Linked DNA regions of Mus musculus: regions 1, 2, 3, 5 and 6 are each linked to region 4. The links are chromatin contacts, called in public promoter capture Hi-C maps. All regions are on one chromosome and are shown on one strand. Each heading gives the region's core, a stretch centred on a gene start, on an enhancer-like site or on the middle of the called end of the contact. The rest is flanking DNA. Distances are from core to core; before and after follow the strand shown.

Region 1 (2,700 bases), core at 151-2,650, 2.3 Mb before region 4:
AGCCCCAGCGCGAGGACAAGTTCTTCAGCCAAATAGGTCCTGAGTCGGTAACAGGGACATATGGGTAGATATGGGTAGATAAGGGAGATATGGGTAGATGCAGGGATAGACAAGTAACTCTTAAATGGTGCACCTTCTTACTACCCTGTAGAATGCAGATCAGGAAACTTACACAGAAGAGAGGATAGGAATGAGTGTTCTCAAGACCAGGCGACCCAAGCCATGGGACTGTCACCTATTACCTATGGTGCTCTGGAGACAATATATACTATAGTAAGTCCTTCCCACTTTTCAATATCACCGTTTTGCAGCACTCTGGAGTAGGGACCTCGGATTCTGACCCCTTAGTGGTTTACACAGACAGCTCTGAGGCCTACACCAGCACAGTGCTGAATCCAGGATCCCTTTCTCTGTTCCCACCCCACATCCCTGCAGCGACTAGGAAATCACCTTTCACAGAGAGTATCCCTCTACTGGCTCCTGCAAAGGGGATGAGGCTCTGGGTCCAGTTCACACAGATCTACAGGAACAGTTCAAAGTGCCAAAGGATATCTTAAAACTAGCCCTTTAGGTCATATTTAAAGAGAGGTTGGTAGCAGAAGGTCCCTCTGGGATGGAGCCAGGGCCACATGTGAACACCTGGAGCAAGCTCCAGAGGTTAGGATGAAGAACTTCCAGAAAGCCACAAGAGAGGTGGAGAGGGTTAGGGTCCCTTCCACTAGAAAAGCCTAGAAGATCTGGAGGCCCCCACTAGAGAGAAGGAGGGGGGATTGTGCAATTACAGCTGGTCTAGGAGTTTCCCACATTGGCACCAAGTCGCCAGAAAGGAAACCCCAACCATAGGGCCAGGAAGGCAGCTCTGCAATTGGTTCGAGGCCAGGTATGGGTTTCTGAGATTCAGATAGAGTTGTAGGATGTGGTGGGTGTCCAAGGGGGGCGACAGAGCATGGCACGGCCCGCACAGCTAGGAGTTAGGGGTGCTGTCTGGACTCTCTTAGGTCCAGGCCAGAGTGGATACAGTGCACAAAGCCAGAGGTGCAGATAACGTGCGGGACATCCCAGCCGGGCGCGCTCCAGCCCAGATGAGGTCCGGGAATCCCTGTCTGCGCCTCGGAGGACGGGAGTTAGGACCGCCAACCCCTGCAGCACCCCCTCCCCGCTCTACTCACCTCGAACATAAGCCCGATGAGGACGCAGAGCACCAAGCAGAAACCGATGTCTGCATGGTTGTGGATGATGAACTCCTGGCTGAAGAGCGGGTAACTTTTCGTCCTCCTACGGAAAGCCATGGCAGCGGGCGTTCACCGCCTGCGGGGGCCCGCACCCTCGCTCAGCAGCCCCAGCGAAAACTTCTCCGGCCCGGCCCGGTCCGCACGCCAGCCCCGCAGCCCAGCGCGGAACAACTTCGGGCCCCGCCCCCTTCCTCTGCCCGCCCCGCCCCGGCCTGCCGCCCGGAACCGCCCCCGGCCACAGCCCTCGCCCCGCAGCGGCTGCACAGGCGCGGGCCTCTAGCCACACCCCCTTCCTCCGTCCGCCCCGCCCCCAGGCCGCAAAGGCGCGCGCCTCTGGCCACACCCCCTTCCTCCATCCGCCCCGCCCTCAAGCCCTTTGGCCAGCGCCACCGGCCACGCCTCCTGGGCGAGCCCGGCGCGCCTAACCCTTGTGCCGCGCTCGCTACCGGTGCTTGCGGCTTCCACCGGGGGTACACTCTTCCGTGAACCTCGCTGAGACGCGGGAATGGAAGCCCTGTCCTCCGGCTTTGAGAGGAAGCGGCTCCCGAGCTGCTGGACAGGAAGTGGGCCGGGATCCCACTCCTAGCGCCCAGCTTCTTCCTCTGCAGGAAGGGCCCGGGGCGGGAAGCTTCGTGCCGGCCTGTGGACTGGCCCCAGCCCTGCGCTGGATCTTAAATGAATGCATGGCTACTCCTGTGTCTGAAGGATTGCACAGTGTAGGTTCAACCTCTCAGAACCTTCAGCAGCTACCCCAAGGCCTTGCCTTAGTAGAGCCTACTTTGCAAGGGCGTGCAGGTACCCCGCGTTTTACTCCTTCACTTAAAAGGCCAGGTACTGCCCAGAATTGGTTTTTCAGGGCTCACTACCTTCAATATTAATTGATCAGAAGTGGAAGAATAAACACTGAAGAAATAAAAAAAAAAAAAAAAAAAAAAAAAGATCCTCACCCAACGTTTCCATTTAATATTAAGTTTCAAAATTACTTCCGGAAGGACAAAAGGTCTTTTAAAATAAATTATACTAGCAAATATTGGATTTAATCCTGCCAGTAATGAAGGAACAAATAATCGCTTCTAAATGTACAGAAATGCAAAATGAACAGAGGACTGTTTAATTTCTTTTCTTTTTTTAAAATTAGTTTCACGGTTACGAGTTTGCAAAAATAGCAGTCTGAAGGTAACTAGAACTGAATGAAGTTCCTTAAAGAAATTTATCTCCTGTATTCTAAACTGTGCACTATTTAACAGACAGCCCTAGGGCTTCTAACTCCACGGGCGGGGCGGGGGGCATTAATGCCTATATTGGACTAACCTTTGTTTAAAGTTAAGACCGGTGCGTGCGTGCGTGCGTGCACGTGCGTACAGTTTATGACATATAGGGGCTGCACATGCATGAGCTCACATATTTATGTATTTTCGCCCCAGTGACCTCCGGTGTCAGGCCTCACCTTCCACCTGGTTTGTTCCAA
Region 2 (2,700 bases), core at 86-2,585, 2.6 Mb before region 4:
TCTCCTATATGCTTACATTTTAATTGGGAATTAGAATGGCCTAAGTCTTAAAGACTTAGTAAAAACAAACAAAAAAACTTGCAATATGAAAATTTAACTTTAAAATCTGGATGTTAGCACACCTGACTGTAGACATATTTCAAAATCATGATGTATATTTGAAATGTAATTTAAATACTCTTAAAATTCAAATTTAAATTGCTTTTCATTGATCAACAAACTTCCAGGGCTCATCAACATCCTATAGCTTTAAATTTTGGATTACACTTAAACCCATTTTACCTGCATACAAAACACTTGATTCACTAAAAAGAGAGCTGTCATAAATTGTTAGTCTCGCTCCTACCCTCACCAGCATCAGGCCAGTCATTAAATCTGAGGGCTCTGAGCCAGTTACATTAGCTTTTCCAAAGAAGAGCCTGTTTACACCTGACCAGTCTCCTTGCAAGTTGTGTGGGGTTTGGGGGGAACACATGAATTTAGAGACAAACTAAATTACTTTGGAGAAAACCCTAGTAACTCATGAAGATATACAGGAGCAAGAAAATGACAAGAGGAGATAATGAGAAAATGAAAATGATCAAAATACATTATGTGCTTATGAAGTTTCATAATGTAACCCGTATGTATAGTTAACATATCCTAATGTAAGAGGTTTCAAGAAAAATAGGCTGCTCAGAGGAAGACGGCAAGCACAAGGCCTGGGTACCATGTCAAGTAGGCTATGGGGATCAGTAGCAGTAATTATAAGAGGGAGTGATAAGAAAGAAATATGACCAAAATACATTATGTGTTTATGAAATTTCATAACGAAACTAATACATGAAAAGAATGTAACTTTTAAAATCTGGAGGTACATCTTTAGGAGAGAAAAAAAGATAACAGGAAGTTGCAGAGAAAAGAAGTTATCAGCGGCCCTGGTCCTCCGCGGGGTCCCCAGCACCGTGCCCGGTCACCCGCGGGAACCCCCTCAGCCGTGCCCGGTCACCCGCGGGACCCCAGCACCGTGCCCAGTCACCCGCGGGGACCACATCAGCCGTGCCCGGTCACCCGCGGGAACCCCATCAGCCGTGCCCGGTCACCCGCGGGAACCCCCTCAGCCGTGCCCGGTCACCCGCGGGACCCCAGCACCGGGCTCGCGGCCCGAGCCTCACCTCGTCATCCAGGAAGTCCAAGTAGTCTCTCTGCGCTTCCCGCAGCTCCACATCATCCAGCACTACTGTGCCCGCCATGTCGCAGCTCCGAAATCGCCGGCCACCAAACAGTCCGGAAACGCGTGACACCGCCTTGGCGCCAAAACTTCCCAAGTTTTCCCGCCACGGAAGTTTATGGTGGAGGAAGCATGGAGCAGAGACGCGTTATGATTGGCTAACCACTTCAATAGCCTTTCATTCCGTGCCTGGATTGGAGAGAAATGGTCACTTTCTCCGCCCTAATAGGAAGTCTGACCAATGGTACAGAGAGGACGCTCAAAACCCACCCCCTGGAAATTGAGCAACAGGAAGGCTAGGAAGCACTGCATTCTGGGAGTTGTGGTCCTTCCCACCTCACCCCCTGTTTTTCTTTTCTTTTTTTTTTTTCTTTGCCTGTAGGAAGTTTTGTCAAATCGGAAGTTAGGATTTACTGAGGGGGGAGGTCTAAGTTTGCACCCCATATGCACAGGTACAAATGAAGGCCAAAGGTTGATATCCGGTGTCTTCCTCAATCTTTCTCCACCTTGTATTTTTGAAAGACGAACAGGATACCCACTGACCCATCTCTTTAGCCTCCATATTATTGATTCTAACACACTTTGTCTTCTAGCCTTCATTTCCTCCTATACAAAATGAGGAATCTGAATTCAAAATTCTCCAGTAAGCCATCACTAGTATTCCAAGAGCAAGTTAGAAATGGTGTAAAGACAAATTTTATTCACGGAATCATGCTATTGCCTTTAACACAGCCTTGATTTGCTGTATCTTGATCTGTAACCTTGAAGACACAGAGATATATAATTCGTATTTCTCCCCACTTTCACAAGGTCATGAGATAGATAAGCAGAAAATCAGATTGTTAAAAAAAAAAAAAGCATAGTTAGTATATCTAAGGGTTCCACTGCTGTTCACATGCTTGCTTTGCTTGCTATCTGTTGGCTTTCTGCCTTAGGCACTAATGGGCCAAGGCTGATTTACAAGGTGAAATAATTGCTAAGAGGCTGCCTGGAAAGCAGCATGCAGAAACAGTCAAAATCAAGGCATTGCAAAGTATACAAAGTACTTCCTTTTTTTCTGTCTCCAGCCCAAAGAAAACACTTGGAGTGGGCGACCCTGAAGTGGAGAACAGATGAGTTATGGGTACCGGATGCCGCTTCCAAGATGATGCCCACCATGTTATCCTGTTGAAAGAGGGGACTGATAGCTCTCAAGGCATTCCTCAACTCATGAGTAACAGCTCGTGAGTAACATTGTCTGTGTTTGCCAAGTGATTGCTGGGGCTATAAGACCACCCTGGGTCCTCATGGCAACTTATTGTGGATGGCCAAGGCAAAACAACAATTTCTACTTCTGAAACTCCTCGATGGTGGACATCCTGCAGCAAAGACTTTAGTGGACATTGCCGGATCCGAAGACACTGACACTAGTGATGGCACCACCGTGGTGATCCTGCTGGCTGAGGAGTTTCTGAAGCAGGTGAAGTCCTGTGTGAAGGAAGGGTTATGCC
Region 3 (2,700 bases), core at 176-2,675, 2.8 Mb before region 4:
ACAGGTCATAATATAAGGGCCTGATATAGTATTCAAAGACTTAATTCTTTGATACATTTTTAAATACCACACATCTGATTTTACAGATCTAGAATAAATGGCTTTTTCTCCATGCTGAAGGAAACAGAATTCACATAGCCTGGCCCTATGAAGGCTGAGAGTTCCTCTCTAACACCAGGCAGAAGTGAATAGACAAATATTCCTAAAACTCTAGCTCTGAGGGTCTCTGAAAGTTTGAAAACCGTAATGAATAAGTCCATATCATTACATATACGTTAATGTAAATTTCTACAAAAACACTCAATGTGGTAGCAGTTACAACCGTTTCAGAACGCCCCAGTAGTTTCACGACAAGAATGTCTAGCAATGTCTGCCTGCCCAATTGTAGTGAATTTATCATACAGGTGTGTCCTGTTTAAGATGGCCCAAAAGAGATAATAACTTCTATTTAGTTCAGGACTGGGAAAGTTTATTACATACCCAATAGATGCTGAACATTGTACTGGAAGCCAGGGGAAATAAAAGTCTGTCCTTAGTCCCCAGCAAAGAGGAGGCGTGGAGTCTTTTGAGGTTTGAAAGGAGTGTTGATGTTACCAGGTGTCCTTTTACCTTGTAAAATTTCCTACACCCTTCAGTCTATTTGTAATTGAATTCAATTTACAAACATCCAGCGTTCAAAAGTGCATGTCCTACAAAAGCACAACAGGAGCGAGGATTCCATACCTAGCCCAAAGGCACGGGACCCAGCTTGCATGTTCTGCCAGGTGTGCAGGCCAATCTGGGCATACTATTTTATAATAATTCATCTTAATGTCCGGCCCCATGCTTAGAGCAAGCATAATAACACCCCACTTAGAACAACAGAAATAAGCACCCCACAATGAGCTCCAATAAACTTGAAGTTCAGAAATACCTATTTTTTTTCCTCCAAAACAAAACAGTCATATGAACCATAAATGTCACTTTGCTGGGTGGGGATTCATTCAAGTCTGCTCATCCTTCCTGGTGATCAACACAGTGTCCAGTTTCTTTTAAGGGGAATGTTTCAGCCACAGAGACGTGCACTGTGCATTGAGTTTAGTCCTCTTCCTGTCTGCGTTCTCTTTCTTCTGCCCCTCCCGCATCCCTCTTCTCTCAGCATCCCCTCCTCTGGGAGCCTAAAAGACAAGTTTCCGTGCTCTTACTGTGGACCTCCCACTCCCACTTCCTTTTGCTTACTGCAATGACAGTGGGAGATGCAGCGCTAGAAAAGGAAGTCTTTTTCTGAATCAAACAGTACCTGATGCTGTGTCAGCCTTGTGCCTCAAATGAGAGAAACCGTCCCCTTCTAAACGAAGCCGCGTTATTCGGTGACAGGCCAGCCTGCAGCTAGCTAGCTAGCTAGCTAAGATGCAGGTAGCTCACTTCCTGTTGGACTGGAACTCACCTAACTCGCTTGTGTCCTGGCTAAACGTGCACCAGAGTGAAAGTTCACAAATGACCACAGGGCAAGTTTAATAATTAACGCGAGCCACTTAGAGACCCAAAGAAAGGGCTGCTTACATTTTTCTCCACTTACTGCATGTGTCTCAGACAAGAATTAAAAAAAAAAAAAGAAAAGAAAAGAAAAAAATAGTCTAGCCAGTGTGACCAGTGGGCACTCAGTAACTGAAAGGAGGTGCCAGAAAGACAGCCAGTGAGCAGAGACCCCAGCAGGAACTTACATGCTCCATGAGTGCTCTCTGCCTGATCCTGCACCCTATGCTATGGGCTTTCAGTGGTGGTCCACTACACTTGATGTCTTATTGGTTTCAAAAATATGGCACAGCCTGGGGTTCAAAGGTCACTAGAGTAGATCATTTCCTTCATGGAATACTGTTGCTGTCTTGTGCTTGCTTTTTCTGCAGGTTCAGATATATTTCCTTTGTGTGCATCTTCAGGCCAAGGCTACTAACAGCTTATACTATTGCTAGCTTGCAAGTTTTTAATACCACCCCTTTATGCCTTTTCTAAATCTTGGCTGCCCTTCTAGAACTAATCCCTTTAATAATTTTTTATCTCAAATATGCCTTCTATTTCCTATTAGGACTCTAAGGTTATATATACTCTGAGAGATAACTAAGTTCCCGTATTGGCAATATACAGTTCACAGTCATCAAAACTCGAGTGTACCTTGCTAAATGATTCAGCAGGGTTGAGCTGCTCAATAGTGTCTGACGTATATAAGCTATTCCCAGAACTCTGTGTACATCACGTAGGGGAAAAATACTATGTTTATTCTTCTATAAACCCAAATAGATTGCACTGTGCTTTCTATAGAGTAGACTCATCCATAACGTGGATTATATTAGGGATATATTTGAAATAGACCTAGGCAATGAAAGCAAAGTATTGAAACTGAGAATGCCTGGGGCCTCTTTTGGTTTGGGCTTTTCCCCTTTCCTTACTTTGAAAAAAAATTATTATATTGTCTACAACTTATATCCATATTTCTGAAAGAAAGAGGGCAGATCACCAGGTGGACAGGACAGCAGCATGACTTTCCACTGAAGAACTTCATTAGGCGATTAGAGCAAGCTTTTGTCTTCCAGGGTCAACTCTTGAGATGCTTCACCTCACATTGCACTGCCAGAACCTCCCTGGAGAAAAAGCCCCCCTTTTCCTCTCTGGGATTCCTCTCTTGTCTTGCTTGCTTTTCTTCAGCCCTCTTCTCTTCATGAA
Region 4 (2,700 bases), core at 162-2,661:
GTTGAGCACATAACACTAAGTGCAAAATACAAACGGGAACAGAAGACAAGGGCGGCCAAGATCTCATTAGCAGGGCCAAGGCCCTCACTTTGGCCACAGACATACTTTTCTCCTCGTATGCTTTGGGCAAGATTTCCTTTAAGGCTCACAGTTCTCCAAAATGGGGAATTAAAACGGACCGCACACCTGGAAATTGCATTCCATTCAATAACACGCTCAATTAACCTGGATGGGAAGGCTCGGACTTCCTGGAAAGGTGATGCTTCCCCTAAAGTCACATTGGATTTTGGGCTCCATTTTCCTTCAAGTTGTAAGAGGGAGGCCTAATACAGAACCACCAACCTTAAACGGTGCAGACTTCTTTAAAAATATACAGTTCCTCCTTTTAAAAGTTTCTGAAGCCACAAGAGGTTAAGGGACGCCATCTATCTCTCTTCTAACCTATCTACCTAATTGTATTGGTCAACTGACTTAAGCTTGGTTGGATCAACAAGTCTTCTGGGTGAACGTAAATGTTAAAGGAATACTCAAGTCGTTGAAAGGTTTCTCTTGGGGAAATGAACGGTGTTATTTTAAGTTTGCTCAGGAACCTTCTGTGATACTTTTAATGCCCGTTGGACCCTCGCTGGGAGGGGGAGGCTGCGGGCCGCTTCACAACTGCAGTTGTCTTGCTCTGAATAATATTTTAAATCTTTTTTTAAAAAATTAAAATTAAAAAAAAATCAATAACAGGCACTGGCCGGGTCCTCCTCACAATCTTCTATTTTTAGTTTAGTTCCTCCCACCCCACCTTCGCATCACCCAGCTGCGCTGCAGAGGCAAAGAGAACACCGAGTGGGGTCGGGGTCTGCCTTGGGGAGACTTCCCTGCGAGGTTCACAGCAAGGCCCCCTGGGCTAGCAGCTAGCCACCTGGGCACCGCAGGCTCCCTTAGGTCGGGTGCCCGGGCCAAGCACGCCGAGCATCCCGCCCTGCATCCCCGGGGGCAGTCCCCTCCCGGGCGCCGGGAGCACGACCTCGCCGGGCCCACCGTGGGTCCCGGGGCCGCGTACCTGCTCCGCGCCCGCCGCCTCGGCGTGGTCCTCGGGCACGGGGCTGGCGCGGGGCCGCCCTCCGGCTCTCTCGGGAGGTTGCTTGGGCTGCTCCGGCTCGTCGTGCTGCTGGCCCTCGCCACCGCCTGCCGGCCCCGGCTGCTCGGGCTCGGGCTCCGAATCGGTCTGCCAGGTGGAGTCGCAGTCCTCCACGGTGGTGGGCTCGCGGAAGCTGACCCCGCCGAGCAGGTTGCCCATTGAAGAGGCGGCGGCGGGCGCGGGCTGCGGTAGCGCGCTAGGGCCCGGGCATGGCCGCGCTCCGCTCGCTCGGGGCGCAGGCGGCTGCTCGCCCGGCCCGCGCCGCACAGCTCAGCGCGGCCGCCGGCGCTCCGGCGCACAGGCGGGGAGGAGCCGGGCCCCCCGGAGCCGCCGCCGCACGCGTCCCAGCCAGCCCATCCCGCCGCCGCCCCGCCCTGCCCCGCCCCGCCCCAGCGAAGCCAACCCACTCCCGAGCGCGCGGCACCAGCTCCACCGGGACGCGCCCCCCTCCACGGTCCCCGGGAGTGGCCAGGGGTCAGCTGCCCCGCCCCCTGTGGACCGGGATCCGCCCCCTTGGGGCTCCTCCCAGCCAAGCGAGAAGCCTGATCCCGCCCAGGTCAGAGAGTGGAAGGAGGTGTCTCCATCAGCAGACCGGTCCTGCCCACACCCCCGCCCCCACTGGCTGCTCCAAGAGGAAGACAAATTAGCCACAGCAGAAGACAAAAGCTAATCTTGACAGTGCACCCTCTAAACAGGAAATCCAAGCTTCGGGAACAGTACTTAAGGCCACCTAGAATCCCTGCGGTCTATAAAATAAAAGTCAGAGCTCTCTGTCCCCTCATCTTAAAAGCAAACTTCTCTCGAAACAAAGGAGCAAGAAGAATTAGGCCAGCACATTTATTTCATCAGTGAGTAGTCCACATTTGTGCTCTGGGCAGAAAAACGTCGGCATTTATACAATGAACAGGCTGGTTCTAAGTGGAGTGCTGAAGACTATGGTTCTAAGGACCAGAGGCAAACCTGCTGTAAGAATACTTCTAGGCAAAATAACAACCAAAGCATCTGAAAATGGCAGAGCGTGAAACCAACTCCAGGAGCTAGTGGCCCGATGCCTGCACCTGAGTCTTGATGGGATTTTTTCTGCCGTGGGACATTGCCTGGGATCATGGGTTAGTTTTATTAGATGCATCAATTGTACTCAGAACTAGTAATTAAATAGATTGCAAATCCAGGTAGATGGGTATTGCTTAAGGAAGATTTGGCTAGAAGATGCCTCTCCACAGATAAATCAGTGGTTGTTTCTTTCCAAACTTCACAGTAGGGTGTGACTCTACTAGCAGTTTCTGGCTTTGGACAGGTCACGTAACTTCTTGAGACCCCGGTAGTCTCCTCATCTTCAAAATGAAGCCAGGTTTTTCTCTCTGGAATGGCATCTAGCTTCACCTTTAATGACCTTATGACTATCAGGGGCCACACAAAAAGAACGTTCTGGTCAGATATTCATTCATAAAAACTGATGATATTAGGATGAAGTCCTTGTCAGATCCAAACAAAATTAGAACTTGACAGTATTATTGGGGGAGGGGTGTTCATACCTGTCTGAGGTAGGGAGTTTCTTGGTTGATAAGATG
Region 5 (2,700 bases), core at 111-2,610, 2.1 Mb before region 4:
CAATTCTATTTACAAGAGCCTAGGATTTGGACATGGGTCTAACTTTGAGGGAAGGCACATGATAAACTTAACTCATTCTACAATATAGTTAACAAAAAACTGACAAGTTATCAATCTGAGTGATAGAATGTATTTGGGGTTTTTAAAAATACTATTCCTCTTTTGTGTTTTTGGTAGAAATTATTGCAACCATTCTAAATTAATTTGCTGCTACTATCTATGGTCATATTTTTATGCCCATTTATAGGGACTTGACACATACCACAGCCCATGAGAGCACTTGAAACATATAATGTAAAAATAATTCAGGACACAATAATTGAGAAAATGAAATAGTAGCTGATAGTCAGGAGTCTAACTGAACACAGGGCACATGCAAAGGCCTTTTGCGGAGAAGGTAACATCTAGGACAGCCATGTCAATGTGAAGTTCAAAGATAACATCTCTTTTTAGCATAAGCACATTCCCTCAATACTTGTGACATACTAATAATCACTACCTGAAACTCAGCTCGTTGTGGGGTCTGCTTAAATCCAACATAATTCAAACAGCAGGTCAATGCAGTTGACAAAAATTTGATTGTAATCAAGCCACTACTGCTCAATCAGGGCCACAGATCAGACTTGGGAGCTGAACTAAGACCCTGAAGGGATGCTATCCATCATATTTATAGTATGAAACCGTAAAGAGATGGGATGCTAGGGGGGCTATAGCATTGTCTAATCATACTTTGATATAAGGGACTGAGCAAGGAAGTTTCCATTAATCAAGAGTGGAGTTGATTCCTGAGCCTGGGAAGATGAACTTAGGTTGACCTTGCCAGCAAGTTGGAGAAGTTGTCCTTGAGATGTCTGCACTCAGACAGCTGTTTCCTTACAACAGAAGCTGGTCAGCTACTGGGAAGTTCCCAGCTCCCTAGGGCCTGAGACCTTGAATTTAATTTTTTTCTTAGGATTAAATGGAGTCTGAAACCAAACTGGTAGTACCTAGAATGAGGTTCTATTGCTTGTTCCCAACAAGATTATCTGTTCTGTACCTAACCTGGTGGCCCAGTCCACAGAAGTACTCCCTGGTGTCACCAGAGTTCTCTTTATAACATCTGCCAGCTGAGATTTCCCACTTGCTTTAGCCCATCCTCATTGACAGCCGAAGAGTTAACTCTGCTTGGAACAGGTTCTTCCAGCTTGCCATTGGCATTGAGGAAGAAACATATTAACCAACTCTTTAGCAACTCAGGCATGACATTGCATTTTTCTTCTAATCCTTTATCTAAATGTCTGGCCTCTGAACACTGTGGGAGTAGCTTTTCCCTTATTGGATTGTCTCCCCTTAACTGGGAAGGGCGTATTCAAATTTAATAAGTAGCTTACAAAACAGCAGAAACTCTTGCATATGGTAAAAGCTAGCTTTTTAGAGGGAACAGCTTTTTAACAAGGTAAGTACTGAATCAAATCTCTCTCTCTCTTTCTCTCTCTCTCTCTCTCTCTCTCTCGCTCGCTCGCTCGCTCGCTTGCTCTCTCTCACACTCTCTCTCCCCCCCCCCCCCACACACACATCCTATATGTTCCTAGAAAATAATTTAGCACAAGAAAACAAAGTTTTATACTGGCATGCAGACTAGGTGTGCTGGATTCAGGACAGTCTAAGAATTGCCGAATCCATTTCTGCTGGATACATTGTAATAGAGATGTAAGCATAAAGGATTTAGATAATGATTGAGGATTTAGTAAAGGATTGAGACATGAGAATTTATTGGTAAGAGACAAATTAATCTCATAAGTAGACAATAGGAGGTAATAGCCTAGACAAATTGCAATTATGTCCAGGGAAGAGAAGCATGGGACTTAGTGTGTTACAGCTCTGAGGGTGGAGGTTTCCCTGGTGCAAGTGCTATAACTCTGAGGAAAAAGGTTTCCCCTATGGAAATGTTGCAGCTCTGAAGGGAAAGGCATCCCAGCATTTGGAAGCCAAGTGATACCACAGAGTCACACTGCACAACAAACCTCATACTGGAGATTTATTGGGAAGGATATAAGAAGGTGGCTACCTCTGCTAGGGTGAGAACTGGACAGGAGAAAGGCTTATATACAGCTCTTTTGAGGGAGGAGTTTTCCAAGGTGGAGATTTCCAGGGCGAAGATTAGTAAGATTTCAAGTTGTGAGCTTGGAGCAAGTGCAGGGATTGGTGGGAATTTTGCACATGGGAATTGGTAGGTTTTCAAGCTCAGGCACTGATGGGTTTGGGTAGCTTTTGTCATCCAGAAATGGGCTCATACCATTTACCCTACGTTATGATGATGATGATGATGCAACCAAATAGTAGGAAAGGGAGCAACATTCTCATTAAACTACTTTCTGCTGATTGGGGCTGCCAAAGTTCTTAGGGAAAACTTGATCTTCACCATCAGGGTATAGTCACAGGCCTCTAGCTCAGTAGCTAGGGGCTGGTCATTGTACAATAGCAGCAGAATAAAAGTCTGATTAGAAATCTTTCTGATCTCTTCTTGAAGAAATCTAGACAAGAAAGGGCTTGTGAACTTCTGGACATAGGGGCTGGGTGGTATTGCTCAGGGTGAGGATATTATCACAGTCTGAGGGATCCAGTGTGAAGCAGCCTGTGATGCCAGAGAAAGAAGTGTCGGAGAAACTAGGGGTGGTAGTGATTTTTGGCAGGGTGCAGAGTGTGATAAGCCAATGGGTG
Region 6 (2,700 bases), core at 19-2,518, 2.4 Mb before region 4:
AAAGTCACTGGAGTGAGCTAGCGGGATGCCAGCCTTTTCCAAGAAGGATGAACCCTCTTGCCCCTTCAGAAAATGAAGGCTTAGCATCTTGGTAAGCTTCTCTATTTACTTCGGCACCTACAGCCAACATCAATCAATGTGTTTATTCATTCCATCAGTTCTGCTCCTCTAGGGAACCCTGACTAATGCAGCTGCCATCTTAACTGGTGGCAGCAAATGACCCATGATACTCTCCCTCAGGCTTACTACTCTACCGTTTCTCTAAATTCCTAGGTCAGAAAACATGTTATAAAGACCAAACTCCTAGGAAATTTGAGACATAATGGAAAAAAATCTCTGGGCATCTTAGCTTCCCTTTTATTTCCCCATGCTGACAGACTCTTGGTTTCTTTCTTTTCCTGATGATCTTTCAGGAATGGGGTCACTTTTTTTTTAAAGGAAAAAAAAAAAGTTGTCCAGAAAATGCTATACTCTGCAGTACACATGACCCTGACAATATTTCACTCCCCTGAATTACTTCTTTCTCATGACTCGGTCTCTCTTTGAAGGTTCTCTCTTCCTCTGTGGTTCTTATGTATCACTGATGCTATAGCTATAAAGCAAGGACTAAGGTAGGCGTAGGCACTCTCCAGCTTTTCAGTCAACAGATACCCAGTAAAGTTCTGAGACCTCAGCACACAATCTATAGGAATCTACGGTGGAACAGATAGCTAAGAGGGGACCAGGAAGCCGTGGAAAGACTGGGGCTTCAAATCGGATCAAGTCTGAGCAACGAAAATGCAGTCGATTATAATCTAATCCACAGCCCTTGCCTCATAATTTGATGAGTCTGAAGTATTTAGCGCTTTCACTGGGGAGCAACCACTGTACATTGTGTCTGGACTAGGACAGCAGCTCTTTCCCCAGAGAAAGGGTGCCTGAGCTCTTGGGAGGACTAACGTGGAGCAAGGAACTTCTTTGTAACAACTGATCTAAAGGGACGTGGTCCAATCCCAGACCTCACTGCGCGAGCCAAGGCCTAAGAACATCCGCTTTCTTCAGCCCACCCCTAGGTTGCATCCTCTGGGAGCCAGGAAGTGGGGGCTGAGGAGAAAGGGAAAAGTATGGGAAAGAAAGGGGGCGGAGCCGCCTCTGCCACACCCATTAGCCACGTCCTGTGGCCACTAGAGTCAGTAGTGCTGTGCGCAGGCGCAGACCTGGCCTCCGCCTCCCTTTCCCCGCCCCCTAACATCCTCCCCTCCTCCCCGCCGCTCCTCCCCTCTCTCGACTAGTGTGTTTGGCGTTACCAGGGAGTCTGGAGAGGCCCGCGAGTGCAGTTTGTTGCCAGGGTAACCCGAGCGGCAAAAGGCAACCGAGGTGGCAGCTGCAGGGCAGCGATGGGGACCAACCCGGTGCACGGCCTGCCCTTTCTCCCGGGCTCGTCCTTTACAGACTCCACGGTGAGGGCCAGCCCGAAGGGTTCTCCACTTGGCTCGCCTCTGCGCTCCTTCATTCCGCAGGCTCCGTCGTCCTCGCGCATCCCAGCCTCTGCCGATTTTGCTTGGCCTCTTGGTAGTCCACTCACCCTCCTGGGTCCTCACCGTGGCCCTGTTCTTTCTTTACTGCCCCATCTACCTGCCTTCTGGCCCGATTACCCCAGGCTGTCTCCAGGCCTCTCCCCAGCTGCACTGTAACCCTACTCAGCGCCTTCATCCTCTCCTACCGTCTCTCCACAGCAGCCTCATTCTGGATTTGTCTCACCGCTTCTGAATCCTCAGGGTCACTGCCCTTCAACCCCTTTCCTCTATGTGTATGCATCTTTTCCACGTACTCCTTTCCTGACGGGTCCCCACCCCAGTCTCTGGCCTTTTGAGTTAAGGGTCACTTTTCTCTCCAGCTACAGCCTTCCCTAGAATTGAATCCCCCACCTCCCGCCGCCCCCACATGCTGGTTTTCTTGTAGTTTTTCTCTGTAAAGCATTCTTCCTCCTCTCCTTGTATTTCTTCCGTCTCAACCATAGGAATGAACCACTTAATGTTTCTCTTTCTGTAGCCCGTGTGTGTGTACTTACACACATGATTCATTTTCAGACTGTGTGTGTGTGTGGGGGGGGAGGTTGTTGTTTTATCTTGTCTGCAGCCTAGGCTGGCCTTGAACCTGAGAACCACCTGCCTCGGCCTGCAGACTGCTTGGATTAAAGACATGCCAACACACAGGGCTCCCGTTCAGATTGCATTTTACTCCTTTGCCCCAACTGTTTATAGTCATCATCTAGATGAAATTAAATATTAAATTAAATAAAGTCCAGGGTGGCGATGCACATTCGTAATCTCAGCTTTCAGGAAGCTGAGGCATACGGGTGGCCAATTTGAGTCTAGCCTGGGCTACATAGCTAGTCACTGTCTCCAAACGACAGCAGATCCAAACCAGACAGAACAGGAGCTTCGTGAAAAGGAAGTGGCTCAGAGGATAAAGCACTTGCTGCTCTCATAAGAGGAGTGGAGTTCAGATCCTTAATACCCAAGCAAGACGCTTAGCTAGACTGACCCTTACCTGATGCAGCCTACCCATGCCAACTTTGGTCTTTCATATGTATTTCCACATACATGCAAACAGGCATGTGCATATACACTCATATCCCCCCACACACACATGCTCAGAACAAACCACCCCAACAACAACAAACACGTCCTATCATATCAAAGCCAAGTGATAACAGTA

The links. Promoter capture Hi-C pulls out the DNA fragments that hold promoters and counts their contacts. Capture Hi-C pulls out chosen DNA fragments and counts their contacts.
Region 1: a promoter capture Hi-C map of pre-B cells shows a contact between it and region 4. The contact joins the promoter of Tram2 here to the promoter of Ogfrl1 in region 4. A contact is called at or near these places in 4 of 39 promoter capture datasets (the C10 cell line, the HPC-7 cell line, liver and 1 more), 1 of 115 datasets of contacts at active chromatin or transcription factors (astrocytes) and 2 of 9 other capture datasets (adipose tissue and liver).
Region 2: a contact with region 4 is called in a promoter capture Hi-C map of adipose tissue, with 3 times the contacts expected there. The contact joins the promoter of Mcm3 here to the promoter of Ogfrl1 in region 4. A contact is called at or near these places in 5 of 39 promoter capture datasets (hippocampal neurons, liver, pre-B cells and 1 more), 1 of 484 Hi-C or Micro-C datasets (B cells), 2 of 115 datasets of contacts at active chromatin or transcription factors (astrocytes and embryonic stem cells) and 1 of 9 other capture datasets (adipose tissue).
Region 3: a promoter capture Hi-C map of liver shows a contact between it and region 4, with 7 times the contacts expected there. The contact joins the promoter of Pkhd1 here to the promoter of Ogfrl1 in region 4. A contact is called at or near these places in 2 of 39 promoter capture datasets (both in liver).
Region 5: a promoter capture Hi-C map of liver shows a contact between it and region 4, with 3 times the contacts expected there. The contact joins the promoter of Gsta3 here to the promoter of Ogfrl1 in region 4. A contact is called at or near these places in 3 of 39 promoter capture datasets (liver and pre-B cells) and 1 of 115 datasets of contacts at active chromatin or transcription factors (astrocytes).
Region 6: a promoter capture Hi-C map of liver shows a contact between it and region 4, with 9 times the contacts expected there. The contact joins the promoter of Efhc1 here to the promoter of Ogfrl1 in region 4. A contact is called at or near these places in 3 of 39 promoter capture datasets (hippocampal neurons, liver and pre-B cells) and 1 of 115 datasets of contacts at active chromatin or transcription factors (astrocytes).

The regions. Positions count from the first base shown.
Region 1 is chr1:21,077,825-21,080,524 of GRCm38.p6, forward strand. It overlaps Tram2 (translocating chain-associating membrane protein 2), which reads right to left and starts at 1,401. Exons shown (of 11, transcript NM_177409.3): 1 at 1,170-1,401. The coding sequence starts at 1,289.
Region 2 is chr1:20,818,977-20,821,676 of GRCm38.p6, forward strand. It overlaps Mcm3 (minichromosome maintenance complex component 3), which reads right to left and starts at 1,336. Exons shown (of 17, transcript NM_008563.3): 1 at 1,155-1,336. The coding sequence starts at 1,232. It also overlaps the pseudogene Gm20587.
Region 3 is chr1:20,616,632-20,619,331 of GRCm38.p6, forward strand. It overlaps Pkhd1 (polycystic kidney and hepatic disease 1), which reads right to left and starts at 1,426. Exons shown (of 67, transcript NM_153179.3): 1 at 1,280-1,426.
Region 4 is chr1:23,381,764-23,384,463 of GRCm38.p6, forward strand. Ogfrl1 (opioid growth factor receptor-like 1) reads right to left here and starts at 1,412. Exons shown (of 7, transcript NM_001081079.1): 1 at 1,052-1,412. The coding sequence starts at 1,288.
Region 5 is chr1:21,239,225-21,241,924 of GRCm38.p6, forward strand. It overlaps Gsta3 (glutathione S-transferase, alpha 3), which reads left to right and starts at 1,361. Exons shown (of 7, transcript NM_010356.4): 1 at 1,361-1,435. All of the region lies in intron 1 of Gm28836 (a long non-coding RNA gene), which reads right to left.
Region 6 is chr1:20,950,358-20,953,057 of GRCm38.p6, forward strand. It overlaps Efhc1 (EF-hand domain (C-terminal) containing 1), which reads left to right and starts at 1,269. Exons shown (of 11, transcript NM_027974.1): 1 at 1,269-1,439. The coding sequence starts at 1,377. All of the region lies in intron 1 of Gm51618 (a long non-coding RNA gene), which reads right to left.